2 separate regions of the Ovis aries genome follow, and region 2 is linked to region 1. The links are chromatin contacts, called in public Hi-C maps. All regions are on one chromosome and are shown on one strand. Each heading gives the region's core, a stretch centred on a gene start, on an enhancer-like site or on the middle of the called end of the contact. The rest is flanking DNA. Distances are from core to core; before and after follow the strand shown. Region 1 holds the start of CTNNB1 (catenin beta 1). Region 2 overlaps ULK4 (unc-51 like kinase 4).

What was found. Hi-C and Micro-C count contacts between places; a contact is called where the count stands out from the background.
Region 2: a Hi-C map of mixed tissues shows a contact between it and region 1, with 2.0 times the contacts expected there. The contact joins the enhancer-like site here to the promoter of CTNNB1 in region 1. A contact is called at or near these places in 3 of 16 Hi-C or Micro-C datasets (mixed tissues, muscle and skin fibroblasts).

Annotation. Positions count from the first base shown.
Region 1 is chr19:13,819,394-13,825,502 of ARS-UI_Ramb_v3.0, forward strand. It overlaps CTNNB1 (catenin beta 1), which reads left to right and starts at 3,488. Exons shown (of 15, transcript NM_001308590.1): 1 at 3,488-3,652. It overlaps LOC132658167 (a long non-coding RNA gene), which reads left to right. Exons shown (of 4, transcript XR_009597348.1): 4 at 1-1,266.
Region 2 is chr19:13,871,141-13,877,249 of ARS-UI_Ramb_v3.0, forward strand. ULK4 (unc-51 like kinase 4) reads right to left here. Exons shown (of 38, transcript XM_060402096.1): 37 at 4,928-5,013; 38 at 3,392-3,562. The coding sequence ends at 3,499. It also overlaps a transcript of CTNNB1 not described here. Among named protein-coding and RNA genes, the nearest start is that of CTNNB1, 51 kb to the left of the region's middle. Within about 2 kb of position 3,906, at least 8 of the 54 cell types and tissues checked have an H3K27ac peak or open chromatin away from gene starts, as enhancers often do.

The DNA.
Region 1 (6,109 bases), core at 2,238-4,737:
CACCACGGCCGCTGCCACGCCACCACCATGACCATCGCCTCCCACCACCTTCACTGCCCCTCCCTCATTCCGCAGTGCACACCAGGCACAAGCTTTCCACAGTGACTTTCTGCCGAATTTGCCCAGTGGGTTCCTAGATGACTTCTGTGTGCGAGAATAGCCAACCATATAGTCTGACATGAGGTATTTACAACTACTTAGCCTGTTCAGCTGGAAAGAAATCAAAAGATAACACTGAACCTTGAGATGATGGATTGCAAATCAAAAGCCCCCATCCATAAAGAGCCCACTTGATGAACTGCTAAATGAAAAGGCTGATTCTAATTTTTGTCCAGTCTTTGCAGGCTGTCTGAAAAGAAAAATTTTTGAGCCAGCCTTCTTAGAGAGTTGGCATTCATTGTTTATAAACGTATGGAGTATTATTTCGTCTTACCTTTCTGCGGGGAGGATTCTTCCCAAGGAGATTCAGATTGTCCAGAAGAGACCACACCCTCGTTTCACTGTTTTCTACTGTTTCTCTTTCTTTTCAAGGAGGGCTTATTAACAATCACAATTATACATTCATTTAGGGGTCCTCATCAAAAGGAGCCAAGCATCCATTTCTTTCTGTCTAAAGGAAGCTCATTGTTTTAGCGTTCAATAAATGTTTAATTAGTGGATCTGATAGATTTAACCATCTTGAAAAGTAAACGGGCCTTCTTGACAATGTTGCCTTGATCATCGTTTCCGTCCGAAGTGCAAAAACAATCTGGGCTTTTATTTCTTCGCCTAAAAGGTGATTCAAAGGCATATATTTTAGTGAAGGGACGCTGTACCTTCCTTCAGCTTCCATGGAGCCACTGCTGGGTGTGCCAACGGTCTGATATCATGACAAGCAATATTTTCTCTGCTAAACCAGCTGGAGACCCTTTTGGTTTCTAGGAACACAGCCTGAAATTTAGGACCATTTGTCCTCTGCAGTTTCACAAAATGGATTAATTTACGTCAAACTCAAGTGGCTGGCTTTGGAAGGAAAATGTGTAAGAAGATAACCAAGTATTTTTAATGAATGTATGACCCAAGTTCAGTTGTTAAACATCATTTTTACAAAATCATTTCACCAACTCCTCAGGTATTTTGATGCTTGTATTTCTTGTTGGTTTAATGATAATATTTGTCTTCACTTCAGAGAAGCTATTCATCTCATATTTTTGGTGAGACAATTGGAACAATTTTTATTGGGGGGGAATAAGCAAATAAAAATTCAGAGCAATTTGTTAAATTCAACTAATTTGTCTGAGTGCTAGTTACCCAGTAGTTCTTCAGTACACTTAAATGTGATGTGAAAATAGCTTGCTGCATTGTTGCAAAATTTTACATTTCCTTTACTAACATGTGTTTGCTTAAAGTATTACTAGGGATTTTAAATATTAATTATAAATTTAGATTAAGACATCTAAATTATAGAGAAATGCTTCAATTATTTTGTCATCTAAAAAGAGAAATACGAATATAGGAGAGTTTTTATCTTTTAGATGTCCTAATGGTGTAAATATTTCTTAATCAGTTTTAATGGTGTGCCTTGTTCAGCAAAACAAAAAGCAAAAACTGAACACAGAAAAAGGAAACCTCTGTTAAAAAATTAATATTTATTAGTCATCTGATTTTACATATATGACTTTAATCAACTGCATATATGAAGATTAAAATTGGGGATCAGTACCTGAAAAATGCCATTGATACTTTTAAGTTTATATTAGAAACACTGCTTTGATAAAGTATCTTTTTCTGCTCAATCAGTTCAAATTATGACCAGATGATTAATCACAACCATCCTCTACTCTTAATTCTACAGAACTACTGGCAAAGACACAAATGAGAAAGTCATTGTAGACAATGGGTCTCACTGAACATCATTTGAGTCTGTGGACTTTTTCCACTGCAGGGGCCCACTACAGCTATGGTGCTAGCCAGCAGTTAACATTATCACTGGTATATAATAAAATATAATTAAGATAGGGGGAAAATTGAATTTTTAAAGAACATGTTGGCCCTGAAGCATTAGCTATACCTAAAACTGCACAAGCTACTCCACAATTGAATGAGAGGGTTTCCTGCCGTACCTATGTATAAAGACCTATTGTTTGCATGCATTAATTACAAAGATAAAAGCCTCAAGATAACTTTCACTGTTGCTTTTTGTACTCTCTCCATTGTTTTGGAGGAAAAATAAGCATCCAACAATAGACTAGAGAAAGTGAATCGATCATAATTGTTTCAGCTTTGACAAACACCAAACCTGCTGATTACAATGGAGACATTTCCAAGGGAAAACAAGACCCAACTTCAGCCTATTCAAACGAATTAAAAAATTTTTTTGAAGAATAGAAAATGAGTTTTAAAAAATTAGAAGCTGCTTAATGGATAGCTCTTTCCATGAACAACGAACTTGGATTTCTCAAAGAAGTAATACCCTAGAAATAAACTTAGAATGAAAGAAAAATCCACCACCACCCCCAATATACTGATACTTAGTAGCAAAGTGGAACCAGTTAAAAATGGAAACTGTAAGAATTAACCTAATTGGCAGGGCTGTGGAGCTAGTCCATGTCTATCAGTCATTTGTTCAGTTAGGGACTCCTAAGGACTTGTTGAATTGCGGGCTAGGCGCCTATCCTAACGAGAGTTCGCAGCCTTCACGAGCGGGGAAAGCCGGCGGCTCGGCCGGGTGCTTCATTCCCAGATTCAAGATGAACAGCCGGTAGGGATGCGAGATCCACGACCTGGACCGTGGGGGGCTCTGAGGTGATGTGCGGCTTGGCTGCGAGCCAAGTCCTGCAGAGAGCTTGGGGCCCAGACTGCAACGGCAGCGGAAGCACGAACGCGCCGGGGTCCCCTGACCGGGAGCAGGGCGGCGGCGGCGTCCGGCAGAGTCCAGAGCGGGTGGGCCCAGACCTCAGCTCCGGCATTGCCGCCGCCACCTCGGCCCTGAACTTTCACCCCCCAGGGACGTGTGCCGCCTGCCCCGCAGGGCCGGGGTCCCGATGCCGCCTCCCGCCGGTAGCCGGCAGCGCGCAGCCAGCCTCGCATCTGTTCTCATGGCCCGGGGCATGCGCGAGGCCGGGGCGTCGGGCTCGGGACAGTGGAGAATACCGGTGTCGCCCTCCCTCCAGCCCACCCCGGCTCGCGGAGACCCGCGCCTCCCTGACTCGGACTACCGCGCCCTGGCGGGCCGCCCTCCAGTCCCGCGCGGCGGGGCAGCGCCGGCCTCAACCTGGGAGAGCGCCCGCAGAGCGCGCGGGCGCCCCGCCCCTGCCCCGGGCTGGCGGACCGCGGCGGCGGCGGCGGCGGCGGCGGGCGGCTCCGCGGCGCGGGGACTACTTTCCGCCGCCCGCCCGCGCCCCGCCCCTTGTCCCCGCGCGGCGGAACGCTCCGCGCTGCGCCGCTGGCGGCAGGATACAGTGAATCCTGCGCGACTTATAAGAGCTCCTTGTGCGGCGCCATTTTAAGCCTCTCGGTCTGTGGCAGCCGCGCTAGCCCGGCCCCGGGAGCGAAGAGAGAGGGGAGGCGGAGACGGAGCAAGGTCCGAGGAGCAGCTCCGGTCCCCGTCGAGCCGCCAACGCAGGCCGAGGACGGTCGGACTCCCGCTGCGGGAGGAGCCTGTTCCCCTGAGGTGCTTGGGCGCTCCTTTCCTTACCCGTCTGGGGCTGCTCCCCTTCCCGCTTCGGAGCCAAACTTCGTCGCGGGCGCGCGGTCCCGGCGGCGGCTGGGAGCCGGACCCGGCGCAGCCCGAGGCCCCGGGGTGGGGAGCGGGGAGGGGCGTGTGGGCTGGGGGCGCCGGGGAGGCGGCAGAGGCGGACCGCGCCCGGGGGGCTGAGGGCGGCGGCCGGGCCCGGTTCCGGTCGCGCGGCTCCTTCGGGAGCCCCGGGGGTGCCGCTTTCGGGGAGGGGGCGCCGCGAGGGCGCGTCCGGGAGGTCGGGTGGCCAGCGGGGTGGGCGGGTGGGTGGAGGGGGCTGTGGTTTCCGTCCCGGGCTCAGGCCGCGGCTGAGTTTGGGGGAGGGACCCTGCGCCTCGGGATGCGCCGGGGCCGGGGTGGGGGGCGGGGTGGGGACGGGGGACTCCGCCTTCCCGGCCTCCGCGGGGAGTTGGGGTGCGGGCGCTGGGCCTGGGACGCCACGTGAGGTCCTATCTTTCGTGCTTAAGGACGAATTTTTTCGAGGGTTAATAAGAGGTTAGTGATTTTTAATGGCCTGCCGGTGTGAGTACGCTCGTTTAAATCGGAGCAACTTTAAACCTTAGAGGATCCAAACTGTTAGTGCAGACGGTGTGATGCGCCAGGAGGATTTGCACAGATAAAAATCCCTATCTTGCACCTACATTTTTTTGTACGGTGCAGGTGAGTGAAAGCGGGCGTGCTAGGGAGGTCCTGGGAAAAATAAGGGCGAGGGCGTCTGGCTTACTGTCTCTTAGCAAGTGACCCACAGGACTCAGATTGCGACTGCTTCGAGAATTGTGTGTTCCTGGAGATTCTTTATTCAAATAGTTTCACGGCAACTAAACTTGATTTTGAGAGCGCTTTCCAGCGGGGTGAATTTTCCCCTCGCTACGAAATGGCCCGCAGGAAATTCAAGCTTTGCAACTTCGTTCCGTGTTTTGTCTGGAGAGAGGACTTGGAACTGAGACTTTCAAAGTTCGCTTTTCACAGCCTCCTTCTGAGTCTACTAAACTTGAAAGCTTTGCCAGTCGGGTGTAGTTGTTTGCTTCGTTTTCTTTTCGGTGGTGGAGGGAGCATTGTCTCCTACTTTGTATCTTCCAGACATCTGTGGTCTCCCCCCACCCCCACTCCGGGTTTGTGAGTGGTGAATGAAGGGAGACTGGTCTGCTGGTATGCAGAGGTCGGCAAAAGGAAATCGAGGAGTGGTTTTAGTGAAACGAGAGCTTTGTGTCGTGAATAGTGGTGGCTTAGACTAGACAGCAGCTTGAAGAGACGGCTCGCCTTTGATAAAGTCTGGGCTGCTGTTTTTCAGATGGCTAAGTTGTAAGTATTTTGTCTGGAACTTGGGAAGCCGTTTCATTCTGTCTCTTGGTGTACATTCAGTACCTTCGGCTATCTTCCTGTTAACGTGTTTCCTTAAGAGATACTGGACATAGCTTGACTCTTTTGTTTGTTAATGTTTCTGTTTAATATCTGCTTAGATTAGTGACAAACTTGTTTGGGAGGCATTTTTTTCGGTCTGAACTAAGGCGGCTGCTACATTTATTTTATTTTTACATTCAAGCGCACGAACCTCTTGAGTTTAAAAAAAGGTGCCATTAATGTTTGCGAATATCTTTTCACGAAATTTGATTAATTTGCGTCCAGTATTCATTACTTTGACCTAGTCTTTGTTCTGAAGGCCATGTACAAGGCCCTAAAGTGATTGCAACAGTAACTTGAAAAACTTCCAGGAGCCTATTCTATAGGATTAAAGGAATGCTGAGGCTATTCAAGTCTGAAGTCCTTGAGGGGGAAATTAAAAAACTGTGCTACAAAGTTTAGTATAGCATGTAACTTAGAGTCCTTGAGGAGTTCTAGGCTTGAGATTTTCCCAGAAGCTAGAGCAGCCATTTAAAATTGCTTTCAAGAAAAACCAAATTTTAAAAGGTGACTTAAAAAAAGTAAAACATTTAGTAGTGTTCAAGTGTCAGTGTCCAGCATTTTTCTTTCGAAACATATCCTTTACCAAGATAATCGTGTAGATGATTATGTAGATTCCAATATTAAAACTGAAATCAGATTGAGCTTCTTACTGTTGCTAATGATAAATGGAATAAAATTATCCATATAAATGAAGTTGTATATTTTTCTTTTCATACACACTTCCCTCCTCCACTCCCCAAATAGGAAGAGAAAACTTGAAGTAGGCTGATTTCTCTAAGAGTGTTTTGAGATTTGGTTCTTGGGAAAGCTATATGCACACAGCCTGTTTCATTGTTGGAAGGAGTGGAAGGAAGAGCATAAGTATTGTTGAAACTAGGGACGTGGAGAATTCAAAAATTTGAATCTCACTCTTTTATACTTTAGCAGTGAAATTAAAATCCCAGAGATAGGTTGTTTGTAGTATCTTTAGCCAAATGAAACTTTTGTGTT
Region 2 (6,109 bases), core at 2,656-5,155, 52 kb after region 1:
GGACTGTATAGGTGCAAAAAGGGGGCAACTATCTTAAGCAAACCATCCACAGATGGTAAAATGAAAAATTACCAAAAAAATCAGAATAGTGATTTATTACCTGGAGATGGAGGTGCGTAGGATGTTTGATCCCATTGCAGTGATGACCACTGAGCTGAAAAATAAAGCTTTTTCCATGTTGGAGGAGGTATTTGAGACCTGAGGCTTTGATCTGGAAATTTGACTCCTTGATAGTGAAAGATCTTGAGGTAAATGTGCTCTTGTGTTTTTGTCTTGATTAGTGTAATAAACACAGAAGATCTGCCCCATGCTGCATAGTTTGTACGCCAACAGAAAGCTGAGTTGCGCCACTGCAGGTGTTCTGTTCTAGTAGGTGAGAACCTAACTGCCTTGCTTGAGTGAACACCTGGCAAATGCGATTAGAAAATAATGGCGGCGGGGGTGCGGGGCACTGAAGGTAGTGTTTCCTTTTCTTAGCATCAGATGTGGCGTCCATGCCACCTCCCCATCTGGTGAGGAAGCTAGAGGGTGGGGTGGCAGGCCTCCTCTGCCACCTCAGCATCCCGCCTCTGAGGGGGTGGAGGTCGGGTCACATCAAGACCCCAACTCTGCCCGGGTCCTGGTTCTGGGCTGAGGCTGTTGGGGCCAAAGCCTCCTCATGTTTGGTGAGTCTTGTCCCCCAGCTCCAGAGCTCTCCCCAGGGACCAAGCCTCCCCCTCCCTCCAGTTGCTTCCTGAGGCTCCTGCCTCACTCAGCCTAAAGTCCCCGTATCAGAGAGACTGACTTGTATGTAGTTTTCTGTGGTTTGAGTAAGGAGAAAACAAGGCATTTTGCTTCAGGTGGCGGCAGGAGAGGCCCAGACCTTTGACCAGAGCCTTGGCCAGCAGAGGCCCCACTTTGTGACCTGTGCCACAGGGCTGACAGCTGCCCTGCAACCCCAGAACTGACTTGAGAACCTCATGAGGTGACATGGTGACCTCACAGTAATACCGGAGACATGAACAGCTAGACAAGTACCAAGAACCCTAAGAAGTAAATCCCACTGCTACTGCTTGGCTGCCAGATTCTGCCCAGGAGACCTCCCAGGCCAAAGTCACCCCAAACAGATCTTCCCAGAGGGCCAGCTCACTGGGTGTGTACTCAGACTGTAAGCTGAGGCGAGGTCTCAAAGCTTGGGCCTGCCGTGAGTGGAGAGCAGGCAGCCTGCCGTGGCCTCGCAAGTCATCTCCACGCACGGCGTGCTTCTGCTCCTCCCTGGGGGGCTCAGCCTCTCCTCCCTGAGGGGCTCAGTCAGCTCTTTTCAGAGCCTGGGAAGCCACAAAGGGGTGTGGGCCTCCCATGCAGGGCAGCAAGGGTTACCGTCCTCAACATCCTCCTTGCCCACCCAGACAGTTCATGTCCGCTACCTCAGCTCAGCAGGATTGGGGCTCTTGCTTTCCATAAGGTGCCTTTGTGAGAAGGACATAAAGGATCCCCTAACTCCAGGAGGACAGAAGAGCCTCACGCCAGGGTGCAAAACGTGGCATGGGCTAGCTTCAGCCCCTGACACCCTGGGTTGAGCATCCTTGGTGGACAGAAGCCCTGCTAGGGACTGCCTTCTCACCCTGTGCCTATTCCAATAGGCCTTTCCTCCAAGAAGCAAGGCTGGGGACTCACAGCCATGCGTGGTCCACTTAGCATGGTTTTGGAATGTTAAAGCTTTCCTGTTTCACCTTAAGCAGCAGAGAGTCCCTGCTCAACGCAGAAGCGTAAAGAAGATTCCATTGCTCTGAGATACCTTCTGGGAGGACTCGGCCCAGAACTCCAGGGTGGTTCCCTCAAGATCTGAGTGAAAGGAGAGAACAGATTGCCTGGGCAGACAGAACTGTGCCTGTTGCCTGCACCAGAGGGGCAAAGCAACAGGAGCTGAAGGCCAGGCCTCCATCGACTCCCTCACCCTTGGAGCACAGGCACATCCAGGCAGGCCAGGGCCCCCGGGGTGCACAGCCGGGTGATGGGCATGCTGCCCAGCAGGACTTCTGTGGGGCCTCCTTATGTGGGCACTACGGAGGCTGGAACAAAAGAAACTGCCTGCTCCAGGGTGCAGGTCCCCCTTACACCTCAGCTACTCACAGCTCGGCTCTGGATATCCCACCGGTGGACAAACAGGCTCTGGAGTCCGAGTCCTAAGTTCGACCTGACAGCGGGGCCTTGGGCAAGTAGACTGGCTCTGAGCTTCAGTTTCCTCTGCTATGAGATGGAGATAAGGTGGTGTGCTTGGCAGGTGGTGGGGTTTAAATACGGTAAGTTACATCCATGCCTTTGTGGAGGGGGGCGCAGAGCAGCTGTTCACTGCAAAGCCACAGGGAAGCTGGCACACTGCGGCAGATGAGGCTGTTGGTGACGACAGTGTGGCCGGCTGCCCGTGACACAGTAGATGGGGCCTCCCTGGGGGCTCTGATGGTAAAGAATCCTCCTGCAATGCGGGAGACCTGGGTTCAATCCCTGGGTCGCAATGATCCCTTGGAGAAGGGAATGGCTACCCACTCCAGTCTTCTTGCCTGGAGAATTCCATGTCCGTGTAGCTCCTACCCCTGCGTGCCCTGCCCATCCTGCCTGCATAGGGGCTCTGGCCGAGGACAGAAGCCTGTCAGGGGCGGGGCTCCTCTGTCTGAGAAGCCCGGAGCACTGCTGCAGCTGATCTAGTCTAGCCCTTTCATTCTGCAGTTTGAGGAAACAGACCCCAGAGAGGAGGCCAAGGAATGTTCTCAATTTGCTCACCTGGTTCCAGCCACCCAAGATCCTCACCCCCCACAGTGCCGCGGTCCTAGCACCCCTCCGCAGTGTCGGGGTGTTAAGGGTGTATGTGTGAGGATAAGCTGGAAAGGTTTCGAGGCTGGGAGGTGGTGGTCACTGGTAGAAGGTGGGGGGAAGGAGTCTACCTTGATGCCTTCATCCCACTTAGGTGAGCAGACAGACCTGCAAGGAAGCCAGCATCCCATGAGCATGCTGCATTCCTTTAGGCAAAGTTTTAACTACCTGCTCCTGTGAGTGGAGTCTTTCCCATTTCTCCCCAGGATTCTCAGAATCAGTTCATCCCTGAAATGAAAAAGCCAGGCAGGTAAAATAAAACAAGCTTCCAAAGGCTTGCTCTAGAGGTGTGGCTGGAAGAGCATTCCTGAATCGTCCCGCCTGGTAAACCTCTGGAGGAGACAGAGGCTGGGAGATGCCCGCAGCTTCCCTCCACTTTGATGAGTGCAGGCAGTGCCGGCTTGAGCAGAGGTCTACCTAGCCCACACACGGGGAGAGCATTCTGAGAACATCGAGCAAACCTGGGTTCCCAGATGCAGCCAACAGGCATCGTTCTGAGTGGGTTTTCTAGGGCTGCAGTCAAGAGCACCTCAGCCAGAGGTTCTGGATTCAGTTGACTTTATTGAGTCCACACAGAGCTGTGGGTGACCTGTGGTGTGTGTAGCCAGGGGTGGCGGCAGCAGAGGACTGTGCCGAGTGCCTTCTTGCCTAGTGTCCAGCAGCCTGGAGGATCTCCAGGGCCAAGGACGCCACTGCGCTGTTGGCTGATGACCTGTGAAAAAAAGCAAAGTAAACATTCAGGCATTTCCAGGGTTAAATGCCCCATCTTCTAAAGGGGCTGGCCTCCTTTTCACCTGAGTACCTGATGAACCAGCTATTTCCCAGAGCTCCCCTAAGCATCATTTTGAAAACCACAGACAGGATCCCCAGGCTCAAGGGGTGGGAGGTGAGGACCTGAAAGCCCACAGTCCCACCGTAGCAAGCCCCCTAAGCGACGCCTGCGCTCCTGGCCCTGCCACCACTTGGCGTTGAGCTGCTTTGGACAGATGCACCGATGCTGAGCTGTGAGGGCAAGTCAGGCAGACGGCAGCCAGGGCCTGACAGCCCAGAGCCCACAAGGAGCCTGCCTGGCGCCAGCCTGCAGCTGACTTGTGCCAGCCAGCAGAGATCCCAGACGCTCCATGGTGCCCCTTCCTGGCCACTCAGCCAGCAACTCTGGATTTCTCGTTCTCATAGGTGCGGATGTGCAGTTAAGGCCTTAACGTGGAATCTTTGTTACTGGAGCAAATTGTCTGAGACACACACTTGGGTCTTAACAACTGTCACCAAAGGAGAGAATGGTGCATGGCAGTGCCCCCTGAAGTGTAAAATTAGCTGGTGGCACACCCCTGACGACATGGTAGGCGAGCTGCTGCCTAGGAGTGGGACTGGGGGCTGCAAAGAAGAGGTGGGGTGCAAGGGGATGGGGCCACGTATTCCTGCTCTGCATGTCAGGGGTCTCTCTGGAAGGAAGGAATGCACTTGAACTGCTCTTGGCTCAGGCCAGGCTACTCCAGTGGAGCCATGAGCCCATCCCACCCACCAGAGTGGCACTGGGTGCCAGTGACCAGCAAGGAGACGCACCCACTGTCAGGGCTGAGGACGCTGCCGTCCCTGGGGATGGACCCACCTGGCCCAGGAGCCACTGTCCACACTTTACACTACAGGGGCCGCCAGGCAAGTTGGGCCGCCATAAAGGCCAGCCTGTCCCTCCCAGTTCCCAGAAAGCACAAGGACGAGAGGCGGGGGAGGCCAGGAGGCGCTGCCCCACCCAGCCCAGGGCTGATGCAGCAGTGCTGGTTGGAGCTGAGCCTGCTCCACACAATCACCATCTCTCCAGTACCTCAACCACGTGTTGTTCTCCAATGAATGCAATACTCAAAACACCAGGGAGCAGATTCCATAGACCCTCGTGATTCTGAAGAAAAACTACCAGCAAAGGCTAGGCACCCCTTAGCAGGTGGGGCCTCGGTGGCCCATCCACCAGGACGGAGGGCGCACAGTGGGCAGTGTCAGGTGGGAGGGTGGTGGTCCCTGGTGTGTAGGGGAAACGAGGAGAGGAAAAAGAAATGGGAGCGTGTTTGCCAAGCCTACTCACCCCCCGGCCGGGGCCAGCCCCTCCAGAGCCTGCAGGAGGCTCTCTGCGCTCTTGAGACTCTCCAGGTGCTTCTCGTTGGAGGTGATCTGCAAGGGAGGAGAGGAGAGCAGTCAGCTGCTCCATCCTGACCCACAGGCCTTTTCGCTGGGCATCCTGAGTCTCTGGCTGCCCATGTTACTGGGCAGTGAGCCCCCAGGTGCTGCTGATCACAGAGGCATCCTTGGAGGTGAGCAGGAGGGAGTTCACTGCAGTTGGACAAGTGCCAGGTCAGGATGGGGTGCTTCCTGTCAGCTCCTTAGGAGGCTGTGTATTCTGGGAGCCTGAACCCTTCAGGGAAAGCAAATCATGGGTGAACAAACTTGCCAGCTGTTGGTTCCACGGCCCTGCTGGCCCTTGTGTCCCAAGCCCAACCCAGCCTCTTTCCTACAGCCAGAAGGGCGATTCTGGGTTCCTGTTGATCTCGGGGGGCTGGGAGAAGGAAGAGACACTAACAGCAGGACCAGGGCAACACCCCTGCCCAGGTTCCCTGGGAAATGTGCCCTTGCCAACTTCCTGGAGAGACAGGAGACACACCCTAAACCCTCAGGGCTGGAAGGGACTCAGAGAGGGGCCACCCCAGCCCCGCTCCCAGAGACTTCCTGATCCAGACCCTGGAGTCCGTGTCCTACGGACAGAGAGGGGAAGGCTTTAGGAATGAACCCAGGCTCTAGCATTAGACTTGTTTCTCTTGATTCATCATCCATGTCCTATTTTTATCTATTATTCTTCAAATATTTTCTGGTAAACACTTTGGTGGCACTTTACATTTCAGCAGACTGCAGTTTCCTGTACATTTTCTCGTGCCTCCCTCTCAGTATCCTCACCTCACAAGGTAAGCGTGTACTGTGCTTTATAGATGAGGTAACAGAGGCTTAGTGAGATGAGGGGCCGCGATGGCAGCACACAGGGAGCTGGACCCTAATCCCACCTGAGGCTGGAACCAGGCTGACCTTGGCTGCTCCCATTGTACTTTTGTCTTCCTACCTGATTGTAGCAACCAGGGCTGGAGAATCATCTCTCCATTTCTTAACCAATCACAGATGCGGACAGGAAGGTCACAGGGGTAATTAGACCTTTCTGTGGCCTCTTAGTTGCATGTGAATGAATCTGAGCCTCCGCGGAGATCCTGTCCCACTTCCTGAG